Regions from separate parts of the Mus musculus genome. Here all the other regions are linked to region 7. A link is a contact called in public HiChIP or PLAC-seq and promoter capture Hi-C data. All regions are on one chromosome and are shown on one strand. The core of a region is the stretch at or near the end of the contact, and the rest is flanking DNA. Distances in the headings are between cores, read along the strand shown.

The links. Promoter capture Hi-C pulls out the DNA fragments that hold promoters and counts their contacts. HiChIP or PLAC-seq counts read pairs in DNA pulled down with a chosen protein or histone mark.
Region 1: a contact with region 7 is called in a promoter capture Hi-C map of liver, with 2.3 times the contacts expected there. The contact joins the enhancer-like site here to the promoter of Top2b in region 7. A contact is called at or near these places in 2 of 39 promoter capture datasets (hippocampal neurons and liver), 2 of 115 datasets of contacts at active chromatin or transcription factors (astrocytes and large pre-B cells) and 1 of 9 other capture datasets (liver).
Region 2: a promoter capture Hi-C map of hematopoietic stem and progenitor cells shows a contact between it and region 7, with 4 times the contacts expected there. The contact joins the promoter of Thoc7 here to the promoter of Top2b in region 7. A contact is called at or near these places in 5 of 39 promoter capture datasets (the C10 cell line, hematopoietic stem and progenitor cells, liver and 2 more), 1 of 484 Hi-C or Micro-C datasets (B cells), 4 of 115 datasets of contacts at active chromatin or transcription factors (astrocytes, double positive thymocytes, large pre-B cells and 1 more) and 2 of 9 other capture datasets (adipose tissue and liver).
Region 3: a contact with region 7 is called in an H3K4me3 HiChIP or PLAC-seq map of embryonic forebrain, with 5 times the contacts expected there. The contact joins the promoter of Ube2e2 here to the promoter of Top2b in region 7. A contact is called at or near these places in 1 of 39 promoter capture datasets (liver) and 2 of 115 datasets of contacts at active chromatin or transcription factors (astrocytes and embryonic forebrain).
Region 4: a promoter capture Hi-C map of liver shows a contact between it and region 7, with 4 times the contacts expected there. The contact joins the enhancer-like site here to the promoter of Top2b in region 7. A contact is called at or near these places in 6 of 39 promoter capture datasets (hematopoietic stem and progenitor cells, hippocampal neurons, liver and 2 more), 3 of 115 datasets of contacts at active chromatin or transcription factors (astrocytes, double positive thymocytes and thymic regulatory T cells) and 1 of 9 other capture datasets (adipose tissue).
Region 5: a contact with region 7 is called in an H3K27ac HiChIP or PLAC-seq map of regulatory T cell precursor, with 21 times the contacts expected there. The contact joins the enhancer-like site here to the promoter of Top2b in region 7. A contact is called at or near these places in 2 of 39 promoter capture datasets (the C10 cell line and hippocampal neurons) and 2 of 115 datasets of contacts at active chromatin or transcription factors (double positive thymocytes and regulatory T cell precursor).
Region 6: a promoter capture Hi-C map of pre-B cells shows a contact between it and region 7. The contact joins the promoter of Atxn7 here to the promoter of Top2b in region 7. A contact is called at or near these places in 5 of 39 promoter capture datasets (the C10 cell line, hematopoietic stem and progenitor cells, hippocampal neurons and 2 more), 1 of 484 Hi-C or Micro-C datasets (B cells), 3 of 115 datasets of contacts at active chromatin or transcription factors (astrocytes, large pre-B cells and thymic regulatory T cells) and 2 of 9 other capture datasets (adipose tissue and liver).

The regions. Positions count from the first base shown.
Region 1 is chr14:13,994,285-13,996,984 of GRCm38.p6, forward strand. It overlaps a transcript of Atxn7 not described here. Among named protein-coding and RNA genes, the nearest start is that of Atxn7, 17 kb to the right of the region's middle. Within about 2 kb of position 1,332, at least 18 of the 459 cell types and tissues checked have an H3K27ac peak or open chromatin away from gene starts, as enhancers often do. A contact at or near this core is called in liver, where this site is marked.
Region 2 is chr14:13,960,040-13,962,739 of GRCm38.p6, forward strand. It overlaps Thoc7 (THO complex 7), which reads right to left and starts at 1,274. Exons shown (of 8, transcript NM_025435.3): 1 at 1,146-1,274. The coding sequence starts at 1,164. It also overlaps a transcript of Atxn7 not described here.
Region 3 is chr14:18,892,366-18,895,065 of GRCm38.p6, forward strand. Ube2e2 (ubiquitin-conjugating enzyme E2E 2) reads right to left here and starts at 1,406. Exons shown (of 6, transcript NM_144839.2): 1 at 1,220-1,406.
Region 4 is chr14:14,099,488-14,102,187 of GRCm38.p6, forward strand. Atxn7 (ataxin 7) reads left to right here. Exons shown (of 12, transcript NM_139227.4): 11 at 448-1,414. Among named protein-coding and RNA genes, the nearest start is that of Psmd6, 20 kb to the right of the region's middle. Within about 2 kb of position 1,439, at least 7 of the 459 cell types and tissues checked have an H3K27ac peak or open chromatin away from gene starts, as enhancers often do. A contact at or near this core is called in liver, where this site is marked.
Region 5 is chr14:14,041,181-14,043,880 of GRCm38.p6, forward strand. All of the region lies in intron 3 of Atxn7 (ataxin 7), which reads left to right. Among named protein-coding and RNA genes, the nearest start is that of Atxn7, 30 kb to the left of the region's middle. Within about 2 kb of position 1,356, at least 28 of the 459 cell types and tissues checked have an H3K27ac peak or open chromatin away from gene starts, as enhancers often do. A contact at or near this core is called in regulatory T cell precursor, where this site is marked.
Region 6 is chr14:14,011,104-14,013,803 of GRCm38.p6, forward strand. Atxn7 (ataxin 7) reads left to right here and starts at 1,388. Exons shown (of 12, transcript NM_139227.4): 1 at 1,388-1,647; 2 at 1,970-2,266; 3 at 2,484-2,552. The coding sequence starts at 1,981.
Region 7 is chr14:16,363,911-16,366,610 of GRCm38.p6, forward strand. Top2b (topoisomerase (DNA) II beta) reads left to right here and starts at 1,296. Exons shown (of 36, transcript NM_009409.2): 1 at 1,296-1,816. The coding sequence starts at 1,769.

The DNA.
Region 1 (2,700 bases), core at 82-2,581, 2.4 Mb before region 7:
TTGTTGCTCTTTCCTACTTTCTTAGGTTGAGTACCACCTTTTAAGCATCAGTTTGTTAGTCATCAGTCCTTTGACTCTGTACCTCACTGCATTGTTTTTACATCTTGTTGAATCATAAAGAACAGAGTGAGCCTTCCAGATAGTCAGTATGTGTCTGTTATTTTAAAGGTATAAGTTGACAGGTTTCATAGGTGTAGGCTTTCAAATAGCAGCATTAAACATTAAGTGGAAACTCATTAGTGGAAATTCATACAGTGATTTTTAAGCCCAAAGATGTTGACTCTGGACATATTGAATAGTTGTTTGTTCCTTTTTTTTTTTTTTTTTTTTTTTTTTTTTTTTTTTTTTTGGTTTTTCGAGACAGGGTTTCTCTGTATAGTCCTGGCTGTCCTGGAACTCACTTTGTAGACCAGGCTGGCCTCGAACTCAGAAACCCTCCTGCCTCTGCCTCCCGAGTGCTGGGATTAAAGGCGTGCGCCACTACGCCCAGCATTTGTTCTTGGTTTATTGTAAATCTAGTGAATTTAAGTTCATCATAAAAATAAATTGCATTTGTTGAAGACTTGTTAAAGTGCCTGAAATTTTAGCTGTTTGGGTCCACAGAACACATGTAATAATTTAAAACGTGTGATAACTTAAAACTAAGATTGTAGATTTCTGACTAGCTTTGTGTTCACTATTTCAGTCCTTTGCCACCTTCTTCTTCTTTTTAATCTGAACAGATTAAGAAGGAAGGACTTGTACAGCTGCAGCAGATGAAGATTCACTGGTAAACCGACCAGCGGAGTCTTGGCCTGCACCTGAAGAAAAGGTAACTGACTCTTCTGATGGAGCAGAGCTGGATGAATGCGTTACTTCCAGTTCTAGTACAATTTGAGTGTCACCAAAGGGTGACAATTGGAGTATTTGAAGAATCATGAACTTCTGAGTGCTAAGTGACAGTGGATGTAAGGAAGACAGTAGTGCTGTTGGGCATTTGCTTCTTAGCTCAGAAGCTCCTGTCCAGCACCGCTTGCATACATTTATCAAAACTTGAGGAACCTATCTGCTACAAGTAAAGGCCTGCACCACCACCTCCTGGCCTGTTGGAGGAAGTTTTTAGAGACAGGACTCCTAGCTCTCTGCTAAACTGTGCCCACCCTTTCCATAGGACGTTGTCGAGTATGTATGCTCTTGTGTCTTCCAGCCCCATGGCCAGCTCCAAGCTTGAGCCCCACCTACTCCCTCCCCACACAGCAGAGAGCAGCTGCTAAAGGAGAGTCCTCAGCAAGACTGACAGACAGAAGAGTCAGGCATACTTAGGGCACCTGAGGCCTTTCCAGGCTGACAGGGAACTCTGCGACTCGAGGCAGTCCTGTGTCTCACAGTCACAGCGGTCATAGTTAGCATAGCTTCTCAGTACAAAGTGCAGTTGGCATTTGGCCAGATGACAGAGCTTCACAGAATTTGGAAAAAGGGTAAGGAATCCTGAAAGAGCTTAGTTTTTTTTTGTTGTTGTTGTTGCTTTTGTTACATTTATTTATGACATGTTTCTTTGTGTGTTACTCTGTCTTGTGTGTGTGTGTACACATGGGTCACATGGAAGTCAGAGAACAGCTTGTAGGACTTGTTTCTCCTCCTCCATCACATGGGCCTGGGGAACTAACTTAGGGTGTGAGGCTTGGTGTCAGATGCCTTTTCTTAATGTGCCGTCGTCCCTGGACGGCTTGGAAGAGTTTAGATTAGTGATAAAATGCCTCCCTTCTCTCTATCCTTGAAGGAAGTGGGGTGGGGAAGTGGAGGCTTATAAGTTACAATTCAACTGCAGAACAGAAGGCAGACAGGAAGGACTAGAGAAGCTTCAATCTCAGAAATAGATGAGCACATACTTGAACTACAAATGCTTGCTTCATCAGGTCCTAAGCTACTGTAGCAAAAGTGGGAAACATGCTGTACAACCTGCATGTTTATCTGCAGAGATAACACTCTCTCTCTTACCAAGCCAGCATGTGAGAGCTTTAGGAAGGTGGCAGTTCTGCATGTAAAACAACAAGCATTCAGTCAGCTCTGACAGCTCTCTGATGAAGGACCAGGATTGTTATCACAATGTACGGTATTCATTGTGAAATATTAGGGAGGTGCCGAAAAGAGGGGACAGGACTTTTCTTGCATGGTGGCTGATTGCTGGCTGTAGTGGGGTCCAAGGAGGAAAAAAAAACATTTTGAAAAACGCCGGAGAAGCTTTTTAATGCTGAGATAACTTCTGTGTGCAAAGATTATCTGTTAGAGGAAGAGGAGAAGAGTAGGGATAACTTCCATGACTTGAATATTCACTGATGGACGTGTTTTATGATGCTGTAGCAAAGACTCATACAACACCAAGAAGTAAATAAGAAGGGACAGGGAATGAAGAGTTGTACGCTCACAGATGTACTGAGCAAACAGAAACCAGTCATTGGGCCAGGTGGAACTGTGAGGACGTGTCAGGCCCAGGGTGCGTCTCAAGGGCCAGCTCCTTCACGTGCAGTCTCTTTCTCTCAGGTGTTATTTATAGAGGGCACTTTACATGTTATGCTCTTTTTTAGGCACTATAGATAACTTAATAATCCAAAATAATACACGGTCTTCTTACCGAATTCACATTTTTAACCAATAATTAAAAATTACATGTATTTGGTATATATAGTATATGGCTTTGAAATGCATACCATGAAATGACTA
Region 2 (2,700 bases), core at 24-2,523, 2.4 Mb before region 7:
ATTCCAGTTTTAAAACACCTATTTACCCTTCAAAGGAAGGGGGAAAGCAAATTTGTCAAGTTTTCTAATCACCAGTAGAAAGACCACCTCAGTTCAATTCCCAGGACCCATCTGGTGGAAGTGAAGAAGTGACTTCAGCAAGTGTCCTCTGACTGCCACTCTAGTAGGGTGGCCTGCCTGGGGGAGGGAGGGAGGCAGAGACAGCTCAAAGAGAGGCAGGCAGGCGCGCGCGCGCGCACACACACACACACACACACACACACAGCCACCCTACCAATTTTTAATGTTTACAGCCACTGCAGACGTATAAGAGGAAACACCTTTACCTGCTGCTTCTGGGTATCAAACGTGTTCAGTAAAGTATTGCCTAGAAGTAAGCTAAGTACTTCCTGAATAAATTAAACTCGAATTAAAAAAAAACAAAACCAAGGTTAAAATCCCCCCTACCAAGTTCCGAGGCCTTTATTTATACCCACATCGGTATTTCCTCGGCCCGTCCTCAAATTTGGGCCGATCGTTGTTCATTTCTGGAAGTCCCCTGTTTCTCCACTGGGATCCATAGCTATTGATCAGCCCATCAAACAACATCAAGCCACCGGAACCTTTCTACCAAAGCGGGTACCTTCTCAGTTCCTGCTCCAGTTGCCTATCGTGTCAGTCCATCCTTCTCCCAAACGCGCTCTTATTTCTGCTCTCAGCCCACAGACATCTACTGTCCACCATCCATCACTCCTAATCCACTCAGGCCAACAACTCACCCGCTCCAACATGCCTTCCTTTTGTTGCCGCGGTCCAAGCCGCCGGCCTCTTCCCATGCTGGCGCCTTACCTTGTAAGTCGCCCAGATACACTTCCCGACCGGCCCTCCAGACACCCCTGTTCCTCTTAGCCGCCGTCCCCAGCTCGGGGTCCTCACTCCACCGCCCTCCGAGCTCCTGCGCTCCCTGGGGCCCGCCGCGCTGCCCGTGGGCCCGACCCAGCCCGGCCCGGGAAGCCCCCCAGGCGGCCCCCTCGGGGCACTGCATCGCCCGGGCCGAGCGAGCCGCCCTGCGCCTCTCCCCGCCGCGCACCGCCCCGGGAGCCCCCCACCCCAGACGGCCCGGATCCCGGCGCTGCCCCGCGTCCCCGCACCCGCCGAGGCCTCACCGTCAGTCACGGCTCCCATGGCGTGCGCGGCGGCGGCGGCGGCCGAGCTGAGGCGGCGGTTGGCGGCGAAGGTCAAACTCCCACAATGCAGCCGGGTAAACAGTCATGGAGGAGGAGGCGGCGGCGCCCGCCGCCCTCTCCGACTTTTGAGTCGCGCCGGCGCGCGCGCCGCGCCGCCGCGGACCCGCGCTCGCCGCTCTCCTGGGGCGCGGAGCGGCCGGCGGGTGAAGGGCGAGACGGGCGGCGGGAGGGCGGGCGGCGGCGGCTGGGCCCGGGGACACCGCCGTCCCGCCCTGCCCGCGCCCACAGGCCGCCCTGGAGGCCGCGGCCAGCCGCCAGGTGAGCTTCGGGCTGCGCGCGCTCGCGGGGCTCCGCGCCTGACGCTCCAGGTGACCTCTGTCCCGGGCTGCCCCGACCGTGCGCTCCGGTGGGACGGGGGCGCGGCCACTGCCGCCGTGGGTCTCGAACCCGTATTCTTGAGGCGGGCGCGGCAAGCCATCCTCCCTTCCTGAGCTCTGGCGGGTGCTGGCGAAGCGGGGGAAAGAAACTTGGTCACCTGTCTGGGGAGCGTCACTCAGGACCCAGGGCTCAGGTCCCTCCGGTTCTCACCTCTCATCCAGTTCTCCCTCGCTGCTGGAATCCAGATGGGGTGCCTTCATTTTCATACTAACTTTGCTTTTCAAAAACTGCTTCTTAAAGGGAAGTTGAAAGTAGGTGTTGGGGGTGGGGGTGCTGCTCATTGCAAACACATTACTTGGGGGTGCGGAGTACACATTTCTAGAACACACTGCAGGTTATAGTGTCATCTCTTCTGAAAAATGAAATAAACCACCCCCCTCCCGGGGGGGGGGGGGGAGTCGGGCAGTGAATGCGCTCGCCTTTAGTCCCAGCACTTGGAAGGCAGAGGCAGGCAGTCGAGGCCAGTCTGGTCTACAAAGTGAGTTCCAGGACAGCCAGGGCTACACAGAGAAACCCTGTCTCGAAAAACAAAAAACAAAACAAAACAAAACAAAAAAACAAAACAAAACAAAACAAAACAAAAAATCATTTTGATTCAACATTGAGGAATGTTCTCCTAGTGGAACCATGTTCCTGTTGAGAGTTGATTTGACCTCCAACAGGGTAGAGTTTGACTTTATAACCCAGGTTTTTGTTTATCAGTTTTCATGATCCCAATCCCTTGAACCTTCAGATCCTGCATAAGGCAATGGTGTGGGGTCATTTTTTGGTTGTTGAGATTTCTTAAGTGGGATCCATGCATCGGCCCTGTGTTCCCTCAGTTCTTTCTAGCGGAAGACTTGGGATCATTCAAGGGAGGTGGTTTTTAACCTCTAGGCAGAACTATGTATGGGTCAAATACAGTATCTACTTTTGTCACAAAGGCAGAAATTACCCTGAATGAAGATTTTGAAGCATAAATGACCTCTTCCAAATGTGGAACTGCTCGCTGACTTTTTGAAAGAGTACTGGTCTAAAGGCTCCTCCTAACTTGGACTTTGGACCATGTTCATTTCCTTGGCGTAGGAAGGAGGGTAATATTAATCTTAAATTCAGC
Region 3 (2,700 bases), core at 156-2,655, 2.5 Mb after region 7:
TGGCATACCAGTTTTTCTACTTGTGATTTCTGAACTTTTCCAAAACATAAAATACTTTATATTATACGCCAAACCTGTAGCGCTATCCAGCTTCCCAAGTGTCTGAAAAGATATTTATTTGGAAAATAAAAGTGGAGCACCTGATTGAGGGAAGTGCTGTGCCCTAGAGGAAAGAGCTCAAGGTATGACATATGAAAACACTCCATCTTCACCATCACCCACAAACAAGACTGCCAAGCGCCCAGGAGCATCCTGACTGCCTGAAGAAAGACAAATATTTAGATTCCCAAGATTGCATTTCTAGAGCATGCTTTTCAAAATCCAAGGATTTAAAACTAAGATGAGCTTTAAAAAAATCTTAAAAACAGTAAGGTAATCAGAGGTAAGTCCTAGCACATTCTTTTGTACTTTAAAATGGAAATACTCAAGTAGACCCTCAAAATTACAAAATACAAGGTTAGAGGATAAGAATCTTGCAAATCAGCAAATAAGTCCAAGAGCTGCCACCAAGCCCAGGGTGATGATGTCTCTCTAATGCGGCCTTAATTTCCTTTAGGGAAGATGGATGGGGCATTTCTGGTTAGTTGTGGAAAAAGAGACACAAGAAGCCAGGCTTTATGTTCATTAGAATTGGAAAAGGGCAAATGGATCAAAACATTAGTAGCGAAGAGGGGGTGGGTGGGGGTGGGAGGACAAGGGTAATCCAGTTTCCAATCAGGCCAGTGGGTGCTGCAGAGAAGCCAGAGGAAAACTGGCTTCGGAGCCAAACTGTGCCAAGCATCGGGCATTACAAAAGACCAGTGTGACAACCCACACCCCGGGGCATCACGCACACACCCAGCGGGTACTCCCTCACCCTCACCTCCTGTAGCAATTATGCAATTTGGGAAGAGCTCCGGACAGCCGGGCACTTTGCGCCGCGACATCCATCCTGGACTTTGCGGAGACTTAGTTCCTGGCTGCGGTGGGCTCGGGAGGGGAGGGGAGAGGTCCTCGTGGGCGAAGGACGGCCACACTCTGCGGGACGGGGGAGGGGCGCGCGGGCCCCAGCGGACACGCGCAGGGTCAGGGAGGCCTGCGGGGCCGCGGGCGCGCACCCGAGCCGAGGCCGCGGCGGGGGCGGGGATCTCGCCGGGCTGGCCCTCGCCGCGTGGGGTCCCCGCGCGCCCCACGCCGCGGCTCTGGCCGCGGCCACGCCCGCCCGCCCTCACCTACTCACCTCGCGGCGTCGCCCGCGCTCCAGCCGCGGCTCCGACGCCGAGTCCGGGAGTGAAACCGCCGCCTCCGCGAGCCGCCGCCGCCGCCACCGCCGCCGCCGCCCGCCGTCCGCGCGCGCCCCCTCCCAAGCGCGCGCTCGCCCTGCCTGCCCTGAGAGCCCGCGACAGCGCGAGCCCCACGTCGGCCTCGCGGTGTCGCGCCCGCGAGCCCGCGACGCGATTTAGCCCCGCCCCCGCCGGCGCGTGCCCGCTCGAGGACCTGTGAGGTGCGCGCGCAAAAGTAAAGTGACAGCTGAGTCCTGGGCTGGGCGGGCCGGAGCAAAGGCGGGTTAGGGCGAAGGGAAAGGGAGGAGGGAAATCGAGGCTCAACGGCGGCGGGAAGGGAGGGACGAGAGGACCTTGAGGAGCGCACGAATTAAAGGGACACGCGGGCTAAGGGGTGGGGTTGCGCTTCAATAAGGTGCAGTGCGGCGGACTGGGATGAGGGGTAGGGAGAACACACACACACACACACACACACACACACACACACACACACCTGCACCACCAGCTCGTGCTCGCGCAGGACCCACCTGCACCGCTGTTGGAAAACTTCGCGTGGGCCCGGGTGAAGCCACATTTTACCCCTTAACTGCTGCAGGGAAGGTCCTGCGGTGCCTAGTCCTGTCCAGGGCTGCTAGCTGTCACTCTGGGAGGCTGGGGAGGGCGGGGCGGGACGAAGGGGGCAGCACTATCAGAGCAAGTGGGAGGCTGCCACTGTGCCTGAAAGACACAGGTGGGATAGTAGCCATGCTGTGGGTGGCCTGAGGAATATAAGGTTGCCCTGTCATTGTAGCCCAAAATAGCTACTTAAAACAAAACAAAACAAAACAAAACAAAAACCTGCACATGCTTTGTTAACTCAGCGCCCATGAACTCACTTCACCACCACCACCACCACCACCACCACCACCACCACCACCACCACCACCACCACCCACACACACACACACACAACACCTCCAGCCTATCATAACCGCTGAGATCTAGGACTACTCTTAACTTCTGTGAGGATTCTTGGGAGTGGCTGAGCCCATGCACTAGTCCTGCTCAGCAGAGAGGGCTAAAGACAGACCTCCATTTCAAGTATGGTCCAAATCACTTGAACAGTGCTAGCCAATACATAGGAAACCATGGGAAACCCAACCTACCAGATGCCATAGGCCACCATGGGAATGTGAAGTTCTGAGTCAATCAAGCAGCCTAAACAACTAGTGCAAAAAGACCCCAGAGACTAGAGCAATACAAGACTCATAACCTGTATCTGGAACAGAAAATGCTTCCACGAGATACATTCAAGAACTGGCTTTTAACCAATTACATCACTGAAAACTGCCCAAAGCAGCTAGTAATGTCTAGCCTGGAACTGACTACTGAGAAAAAAAAAATGACAGCACCTTTGTCCTTACGAATGTCAGCTCAAGAATGTATGAGAGGAAGAGTT
Region 4 (2,700 bases), core at 189-2,688, 2.3 Mb before region 7:
TGATTTACAGTCACATATTAAAAGTCATTTCCAGGTCTACAAAGTCTATCACCAGGGGCCTTAGACAGATGCAAGCAAGGCATGGTGTTCAGTGCAGACTTCTTCACGTGATGAGTTGAGAGTTCTTTCATTGTGGCTTGTGCTTGAGGCTTAAGAAAGAGTGCTTGCTAAGTGTCAGCAGTGGAGGTCTGAAGCTAGGGTTGTAGCGTGTGAACTCTACATAGACAGAGTATGCTTCCACGTTCCCCAGGAAGCATAAAGAACTGGAAGGAGCAATCCATCAGGACTGAGTCTGTGTTTTTAGATTGATTGATCTTGGTGAGAATATGTTTCTCAATACCAAATATAAAGGGGTGCCCATCCAAAACCATTCATGGCAGCTGTGATTATGGGAAGTATGTGTGACCAGCTTTGGTAATTCTCACCCATCATATCTCCTTTTTACAGGAAAATCCCACCAGTGCCCTGTACCACATCACCTGTTTCTGCCCGTGTTCCTCACCGGACAAATTCTGTGCCGACATCACAAGGTGGGATCAGCTACTTAGCAGCAACCACTGTCTCCGCGCCTCCAGTCCTGCTGTCGTCCACCTGCATCTCCCCAAATAGCAAATCGGTACCAGCTCATGGAACGACGCTAAATGCACAGCCTGCTGGTTCTGGGGCGATGGACCCTGTGTGCAGTGTGCAGTCCAGACAAGTGTCGGCTTCATCCTCACCCCCCTCCACGCCCTCGGGCCTCTCTTCCGTCCCCTCTTCCCCTCTGTCCAGAAAACCTCAGAAATGGAAACCTAGCAAGTCTATAAGGCCCAAGGAATCTTCTGCTCTCAGCACTAACTGTCACAATGCCAGTAGCAGTACCAGTGGTGGCTCAGGAAAGAAACGCAAAAACAGTTCCCCACTGTTAGTTCCTTCTTCCTCCTCTTCGTCATCCTCCTCCTCCTCCTCTTCTCATTCCGTGAACTCTTTTAGGAAAAACTGTGTGGCTCACTCTGGGACTCCATACCTGTCAACAGCACCATCTTCCCACAGCATCGGCCTCAACTGTGTGACAAATAAAACACACTCGGTGAGCCTCCGGCATGAGCAGGCAGGGCGGGGTCCCGCTGGTGTGAGCTCTGCAGAGCCCATCAAGAGGATGAGTGTAATGGTGAACAGCAGCGACTCCACTCTCTCTCTCGGCCCATTCATCCACCAGGCTAGTGAACTGCCTGTCAACCCACACTCACACACTCCTCTAGACAAACTCATAGGGAAGAAAAGAAAGTGCTCTCCAGGCTCTAGCACTGTTGGCAACAGTGGCAGCAAACCCACAAAGGTTGCCAAGTTGCCAGCTATGAACAACGTCCACATGAAACACACAGGCAACATCTCAGGGGCACAAGGATTGACGAACAATTCCCTCCTCCATCAGGTAGGAAGTGGACTCTGATCTGGACGTGTTTGTTGCCTCTTTCTTGGGGACTTTGGCCAGTTCTGAAAATTCTGGTTGGGTTGGTTGGTTTGCCTATAATGGATGCCCAGCTTTCGTGGTAATCTTTAACAGAGGAGAGCCCATGTCCGTGTGAAGGGGAATCTCCTCCGAATGTCCAATGCCTTGCAACAGTGTTCCTGAGTAAGCGTCAAGCAGGAAAGGTTATGCAGAGAGGCAATATCCTGATGCTGTTAGAGATGGAGGCAGAGAGCATTGTCTGTCTGCACAGACATTCCAGGCTGAAGTCAAACTGACGTAGTAAGCAACAATGACTTAAGACAACAAAACAAACAAACAAACCAACAAACCAACCTTAGGATGCGTCTCCTCTTGAGCAGTTCCAGGCATTCTGGTTAACTCGCACCCCTTTCTATTTTCAAGAGAGTTAGGGGAGAAGATTAGTGCCGGCGTGGCTGGAGCTTGACGCCTGTTCCGAGTGCATACTTAGAAGACAGTATCGTGCTTCCCATGAGCGGGAGGTGGCTAACTGGGTTCAGAGTAGTCGTGACTTCTTGTGCTGTGTCTTGTCTGTTCCTGGCTTTCCATTGGCTCCTTCTGACTGTCAGTCACACAGTTCTGTGTTCCAGCCTCTTTTGCACCACTTCCAGCTCATCTCTCATCCTGTTATTTCATCCATCAGGATATCTTCTCTCCTTGCTTACGAACAGGAATTGCAGAAGCAGCACCCCAGAGCCCTGACTTAAAAAGTGAGGCTCTCTTTTATGTTATTTTCCCTTTTCCTCATCCTCAGAATTTAACTGCTTAGGGATTTTTCAGAAAATAAGAAGGCACTTCCTATTGTAATTTACTTTTTTTAGTATTTATGTGAATTGATAATGTCAGAATTACTGGGGGAGATAGCTACTTATTTTCAAACTGGCTGCTTGTGTTGGCCTTATTGCAAATATGAACTTTGCTCTTAGTGTGTTTTGTAGTTACTCATAGTTATGATTCATGTAGCAGAAGTACAAACACAGCAAGAAACAATATACTCATCCCTCAGAACTGCCTCTGAGTGTAGTATCCTCCCAGGAGAGGGGGCAGCATTGTACCCCACCTTCATGTAGACCGTTACACTTGTGTTCACCTTACTTCTCCTCACAGGTAACTGATGGGAATGCTGAAGGTTGAGGTGGTCGTTCTAGACAGCAGGGACTAACAGTGCTTAGGGAGGGTGGGCATGGGTATTGTCCCACGGGTATGTAGCAGCTCTTTCCTGTCTTGTC
Region 5 (2,700 bases), core at 106-2,605, 2.3 Mb before region 7:
TTGTTTAGTCCTCCATAGCCATTGTGAATAGTACTGTAATCAGCATGGCTTCTTGGCATTGCTGTTCTGTCCTTTGAGTGTACACCAGCAGTGAAGTAGCTAGATCATGCAGTGCAGGGGCTGTCACCTAAGTGTCAAGACCTGTTAGAGGGCAGACATTAAACAAACTTTTCATGGGTTGTCTACTTCATTTGGAAAGCACAGATATTACATTACAATTCATAACAGTAAGAAAATTACACTTAGGAAGTAGCAACATAAATAATGGGGCTGGAGATATGGCTCAATGGTTAAGAGCACTGACTGCTCTTCCAAAGGTCCTGAGTTCAATTCCCAGCAACCACATGGTGGCTCACAACCATCTGTAATAGTATCTTGATGCCCTCTTCTGGTGTCTCTGAAGACACCTATGGTGTACTCACATTAAATAAATAAATAATTAAAAAAAAAAATAATTCTATGGTTGGGGGGTCTCCACGACATGAAGAACTATGTTAGTGGGTCACAGAATTAAGAAAGTTGAGAACCACTGATGGAGTGGTTCTGTTTTTAGATTTTTATAATATTTGTAATGGCTGTACTAATTTAGATCCCCACCCAGTGTATAGTTTTTGACCTTCCTCTGTATTCTTGTCAGCATTTTTGTTCTTGTCATTGTTGGGGGTTTTATTATGGCCATATTATGTGGGATGGTATCTTCTGCGGCTTTGATTTGCATTTCTGATGAGTAGGTAATATTGACTGTTCATATCTTGTGGGCTGTTCCCATATCTACTTTTGAGAAATGCCAGCTCTTTTGCCTACTTCTTAATTTGAGACATTAATAAAGGGAAGAAATAGCAAAAATTTAAAGTGTATGGAAGCTAATAAATATACTTCTAAGTAAATGATGGGTCAGACAAACAATTATGAGAAATTAGAAAATATTTTGAGAGTAATGAAATTTAAATACAACATAATAAAATCAAAATACAACTAAAATAGTGCTTGCTCAAGAGGAATTTTCGTAGAAGTGTATGCAACTTTATTAAACACGGAAGCTCAGGTCAGCAACAGCATTTCACCACCTAGATCCAGAGCAAACAAAGAGAACAGTGTGTAGATTAGATTGGAAGTAGGTGAGTGAGACTAGAAAAACAGTGGAAGATGAGTGAAGCCGAAGTGATTTGTGAAGATCAATAAAGGGTCCAGGTTTTAGCTAGGTCTGTGTGTGCTGTCTATAGAGTTAGAAATGTAAGTGCTACTATTATTGCTCACTTTATAGAGATGAAAGGATTCTCTCTGAGAAGAACTGCACAGAAAGACGCCCACACTTCCTGCAGTGACTGACAAGTTGGAACGTCTGTATAAAACAAGTGCAGTCTCGATTAGTGATGTCATCAGGAAGCCTGGCCTGGTGGCTCTACTCTTTAAAATGTACAGCAAATCAACACCAGTGTTGTGAAAAGTGCAAGAGGAGATGACACTTTGAGTTGACTTCTGAAGCCCAGGAAGACAGAGAAGAGCTGAAAGCTATAGACCAATGTCCCTTTAGAATACCAGCACAAAAATTTCCAGCAATACACTAGCAAGCTCAATGAAGTGATTACATAAGCAGGACTGTTAATACTAACTCCTAAGGCCTTAAGGAAGCAGTGATGTTTTGCTGTGATGCACACATGGTGGATGGATACATTGTGACATATACATGGATGGGAAGAAATTTCAGTATCTGTAATGCTCAGGTTTTATTCTAGATTGTTTGATGCTATTTTAGCTTTTGTTTGTTTGTTTTTGGCCTGTGCTGAATTTAAACCCTGGGCCTTGTGGCCTACTAGGCAAATGTTTGATCTATAACCTGGTGCTCTGTGTTTTTCAGGTATGTATATAAATTATCAGAGAATATTTTTAAAGTTCAGTTTAGAACTGGAGACTGTAGGTTCCAGATGATAGATACCTGTTGTCCATGAAATAAACTTGAGTCACAAGGCTATATTCTCAAAATAAACATAGGACTAACTCTACCTTAGTTCTTACTGTTGACTGTTAAGACAGAAAAAACATTTTCCTTATGATTAGAGGAATATGGACCCTGTGCTTGGAATTGTACTGCAATGTATTGCATTGTCTGTGCTCTTGTACTTTTGGGCTTATTGCTGGTATTAGTTTTGAGGGATTTTGCAATTATGAGCTAATAACCCTTAAAGTAGTTATTTCTAGTTTACCATGTTTGTTAACCCTCACGGCTGCTGTACTACAGCTGTAGTGCTGCCTCTGCTGTACTATAATGCAGCATATTAACATGGTTGTGGTGCCCCACTGGATAGTAAAATAATGTATTTATTAACATGTTTCTCCTGTTCCATTAGTGTACATTCCTTTTATTTTTAAGGCATGAGATTTTGAGCACTGCTTTAGTAACGGCTCTGGGTGGATATTCCTTAGAAGGACTGCGCCTCTTCTTTGCTATGGAAGCTCTTAGCTGATGCTTTTGTGAATAGTCTGCATCAAAATCAGGACATGCTGTCTACTATTACTTATTTCCCTTTTTTTCTATTTTTCATGAACAACTATTGAATTTCAGTGAAAGGTTTCTATCAGTTCATAAAATTTTGAAGTTTTCTAGTCTGTTAATACCATTGGTTACATTACTAGTTCTCCACTTACTAGCTTGTCTTGAATTTCTGGGCTAAGCCAAGTCTTGCATGAATTTTTGTCAGT
Region 6 (2,700 bases), core at 138-2,637, 2.4 Mb before region 7:
GTTGTTACATTGTATTTAGATAAATTTTAAAAAATATGTAACTGCCCTGCATGGATACAGTATTTATTTATTTTTATTTATTTATTTATTTATTTATTTATTTAATTTTTTGGGTTTTTCGAGACAGGGTTTCTCTGTATAGCCCTGGATGTCCTGGAACTCACTCTGTAGACCAGGCTGGCCTTGAACTCAGAAATCCGCCTGCCTCTGCCTCCCAAGTGCTGGGATTAAAGATGTGTGCCACCATGCCAGGCTCAGTTTTTAAATTAAGGAAAATATATTCCAAACTTCAGTTAGTTGAATCTGTATGTAGGTGTATAGCCTGAGTGTTCAAAAAGCAACTGTCCTTTGATAAACACTCAGCAGATTCCTTTTTGGATTTCTTGGTGTGCAATCCAGTGGGGGGGGGGGACCCTATAGACACATTTCTAAATGTGTCTCACAGAAATTGTGTTTCTGCTTTATTTATTTAAGACAAGCTCTTACTGTGTTTCTCAGTCTCACCTGTATTACGATGCTGCACACTTGCTTCAGCCTCCCAAACACTGGGGACTCTGGGTGCATACCACACCCAGCTCAAGCTTTTAAACTTGCACCTATGTCAAACCCCTTCTCCAAGTCCTGGCTTTAATATATTATGGAAACATTTTCATATGCACTTTTGCGTTCATTTTAACATTTGAAAGGTTTTTTGTACTTCAACAGAGATGTTGGTCACATCTGTCTTACTAAATATTTGCCCCCCCCCCCAAAGCCAACAGATAATAGCAGCAAGTCGAGAAAGCTCACCTCTTCATACAGTCCCAGAAGGCACCTGTAAGCCTGAGGCTCTGAGCAGGCTAAAAAGATGCTGCTTTACTGAAATGAGATAACAGCTTAATAGGAACTAAAGGCACCCTGTGGTGGTCCACTCCTGTGCTTTACTTGTTTGATGGTCGGGGAGGGGGTGACTGTATGTGCTAGTGCTTATTAATTTGTGATCCAAATCTGACGAACGTCTGGTATATTCCTTAAGCCATGGGGGTCTCATCGGATTCTAGGAAAGACAGCCATAAATAGTGAGAGACTAACAACCCAACTTTAAAGTGATACACTGATTTTGTAGCTTCCTTCTTGCTGGAGAAGAAATTCAAGTTCGCAGGACACAGTGTGACCTTCAGTTGTGGGCACTCAAGTGCACGTTCCTGGCTGGCCAAGCAGCAGGGGCTCGATGCGGACGCCTGGGCTAACACCTGGGCGGCATTTTCACACCTGCCACTGGCAGCTTTGGTTTCTGGGCGTCCGCACAGTGGCTGCTTCCCATTCATGCTCCAGCTACTGTGCAGCCTCCCGCGAGCCCAGAGCGAATTGCTGGTGCCCGGGGCTCCGGAGGGAGGGCCTGGGCGACGCTTTCGTTACTGCGCCGGGGCCGACCGGCAGGCTCTTCCATAGGTGGCTGCGTTTCCGACTTCGCCCTGGCTCCACTCCGGGGGCTTGACGTGCAAACTTCGCCGGAGCGAGCAGAGAGGGAGGGACCGGCGAGGGGGAGGAGGCGACAGGAGGCGCCTCCGCTTAAGGGAGCCGGCCGGGCGCCGCCGCTCGGACGGACGCGCGGACGGAAGGAAGGAGCGGGGCTGCCGGCTGGGCCGGGATGCGAGCGCCCGCAGGGTGGGCAGCCGCGGGCCGGGGCGCAGGCAGGCCTGAGGTCGCGGCAGTTCGGCTCCGGGCGCTGGCCTCCCGAGCCGGGCCCGGCAGGGCGGCCAGCGCCGCAGTGGCAGCCGCAGCCGGCGCCCTACGAGGGCCGCGGGAGGCGAAAGCGAAAGCCGGTGGCGCCGCGGACTTTGCGCCCGGGCGGGGAGGCGGGCGGCGGCAGGGGCCGGGGGCTGACAGCACCGCGGGCCTGCGGGCCGCGCACGCCGCCGGAACTCCGCGGAGCCTCCTTAAAAGCGGCCCCCGCGCCACTCTTTTCCCCCTTTTTGTTACATTGTAGGAGCGGAAAGAATGTCGGAGCGGGCCGCGGATGACGTCAGGGGGGAGCCGCGCCGCGCGGCGGGCGGAGCAGCGGCCGCCCGGCAGCAGCAGCAGCAGCCACAGCCTCTGCAGCCCCAGCGGCAGCACCCGCCGCTGCGGCGCCCACGGGCGGAGGACGGCGGCACCGGGGACACCACCACCTCGGCCGCCGCCATGGCGACGGTTGGGGAGCGCAGGCCCTTGCCCAGTCCCGAAGCGATGCTGGGACAGTCGTGGAATCTGTGGGTGGAAGCTTCCAAACTTCCTGGGAAGGATGGTGAGTGTCCACGCCTCCTGGTTCCCCCCGCCCCCCCGCCCCCCTCCTCTGGCCCCGATCCCCTCCCCCGCGCCGTGTCCTGTGGCCGCCCCCACGGGGGTCAGAGATGCTATCTTCTGCTGGGTGCCCACACCTACCCGGAGCGTGCGTGAGCGTGCGTCACACTCCTAGCCACTGACCTGCCTCTCCCCTCCTCCTGTGTGTGTATATCTCCTAGGGACCGAATTGGATGAAAGTTTCAAGGAGTTTGGGAAAAACCGCGAAGTCATGGGGCTCTGCCGGGAAGGTGAGTCCAGCCCCCCTGGTGGAGTTTGTACCCAACCTTGGGGAAGTTTTCTTGTTGCTTCAGCCCACCTTCCCTGCTTGCCACATTGAGGTCTCTGCTGAAGAGGATGGAAGAGGGTGGGTAGAACATTTAGGAAGAAATCTCATTT
Region 7 (2,700 bases), core at 46-2,545:
AGCGCTTTATAAGCTTTAACACTAGATTCAAAGTAAAGAAAGGTTTTGGTGTTCTTAGTCAGAATCCCCAAATAAACTGAAATTCCACGGTCTCCAGAGAGCTAATTAAGAACTACATTGAAATGATTTCCGTGTTTCAGAGCTCCCCACTTGGATTCAGAATGCAGCAGCGATTGAGAGGTGTGACCCCAAAGTTTCCCTTAAGGGAAGCACTCAGCTGCCGGAGAGACTCAAGGAAATACTTTCACAGAAAGTTGTTAGCTCTAGCTGGGTAAAGTTCTTCGGTGTGGTGTCCTCCTGTTAGTCACTCTTGGAAGATTGACGTCGGAGGAGGCTGTTGTCCCTTTAAACCCATTGCCACGCCTGACAGAGCATGGCTGGGAGTATGCCCAAAGAGAACTTGTTGAATGCAATTCCATTTACAGGCTGGGTGAAGTCAAGAGCTCTTCCATCTGCCAAAAGCTTTGGCGTTGCAAATTTTATTCTTAGAAAGCTTCCACACGAAAAAAGTCTATTTCATGATGTGTACCTGAAAGCTGAGAAGTGACAGGGACCTGTCTGCATTGTTGGGAGGAAAGGTCTGTAGCCAGAAAAGGGAGTCCTGACCCGTTCGCATTCCTTCCCGGGAACGTTCTCTGGGCACTCTTAGCACCCCAAGTTCCCTAACTGGTGGCACTGAAGACCGCTTGCCCTGTTTAGGGGCAAGGCAGAGAGACGGTCGGTCGGGGGTCGGGCGGATGCAGCAGCAACCTGGGGCCTGAGCGCGGGGTCCGGCTGCTCTAGGCGGCGCACGGTCCCGTCTGCAGTTCGCTAGCTCCCTCCGGGGCCCAGTCCCTGGGGGCGGCTAGGGCTTCCTGCCTCCCTGCCCCCAACCCTCCCCCCCCCCCCCCCCGCTCCCGCTCCCCCCGCGGCCTCGCGGCAAGTCTGCAGGACACAGTCCGGAGGTTTCCACAGCCCTTGTCCCAGGACTCCCGGCTCCTTTGGATGCCCCGGAATGACTCTTGACAGCCGCCTGCTCTCCCTTCTGACGGAAACCCCATTCACTCGCCTCGCTCTCCCTTACACTCTCTCTCAGACACAAACAAAAAACCCAAGTCTGCCTCTCAGTTGCTACCCGCAATGACGTTTTCCCCTCGGGTCCCGCCCCCCTAGGGGCCTGAAATTTTGGGATTGGTCGAAGTACTGTAGTGACAAGGCTGTGATTGGACGATCCATGGTTGACTGACAGCCGGTGACCACCGCACCCTCCCCCTCCCGGAGCGCGCCTGTGTGTGCCGTGTTATGCCGGACTAAAGGGAGGCCACCACGGCGGCTCTGTTTATTGTCCCTCTTGGACTGTGCTCCGGAGGACCGGTTCAGACGCCGCTTGGGCGGTTTTGAGGCAGTGGCGGCCTTTGAGGCTGCGGCGACCGCGGCGAGGACTCTGCGGCTTCGGTGGCTTGAGGAGAAGCAGCGGCTCATTCCTGTCAGGGCTCTGGCTCGCGAGTCCTAGCCGGCCCGCTTCAACCTCGTCCCTCATCCGCGATCCCAATCGCCCGCGTGGGTCCCGGAAGGCCGCGCCGCATCGCCAGCCCTTCCTAGTCCTCGACCACTCTGTAGGCCCGGGCGCCGCGCTCGAGTTTGAGGGCGGCGGGCAGCGCGGCCTCCTCAGCGGCTCGGGCCCGCGATGGGGCGCGGCTAGGAGTGCTGCGCGCAGCGGTCAGTGCGAGCGGCGGGCCCGGCGTCCCCGGAGCGCGAGCAGCCCCTGGCCTGCACGGGAGGCGCTGCCATGGCCAAGTCCAGCCTCGCGGGCTCTGACGGGGCGCTGACCTGGGTGGTGAGTGCGGCGCGGGCGGGCGCATTGTTCGTGGGCCGCGGGCGACGCGGGCGGGGTGAGAGCGTGGTGCGGCGGGCGCCCTGTCAGGCTGCAGTCGGGGCCTAGCCCCGTGTGCCCTTTCTCTCTGCTTTCGCCTCCACCAAGGCTCAGGCTGCTGAACAATGCTCACCGGAAACTTCAGGGTGCACACCGAGAGTGGGGGGACCGCGATAATGCGAGCCTCCGGGCCAACCCTCCATAAGTGCAGCACCAGAAAATAGTGCCCGGTATGCTACGGCTTCCGGCGGCCTGTCCCAGAGGAATGTGCACTTGAATGGTCACTGCGGGTTGCGCCTCCCCAGAAAAGGCTCATTCCGCAGAGAGGGTATTTGGGACGACTTTGACAGCAGGCTAGAGACCGCCCGCGGGATTAAAAGAAGAGTTTACTTACGTCAGCCTCCCGTGTACACCGTGTGGGGGCCCAGGGGTGTCCCTCGGAGGTGAGGGGGTGCTTAAGCCTGAACTTGGAGGATTGCAGAGCTCAGTTCCTGGAGGGAGGTGGACTTAGCAAGTGCAGCGGGAGCAGTTGGAACGCGGCTCCCAGGACAGATCGATAACTCCAGCATTTCACTTACTCAGCACTGAGTTCAGACCAGGGTCATTTCCCAAACAAAACACCGGACTTAGTAGATGAGGCCAGCAGCTTGGACAGAAAATTTACACATTTCAGGGACTTTAACACATCCCTTCCAGAGGATCCTAGTTCCCCGCCTTTTGAACACACTAAGGAACTTTGGTATTGGTTGGCATTTTTGTTCCTTGTTTTCTTTGTTTGGTTGAGGTTTCGATGAGGCTGGGGTAGCAGTCGTTTCTATCGACAAGTGTTGTTTATAAAAAGGATGTTT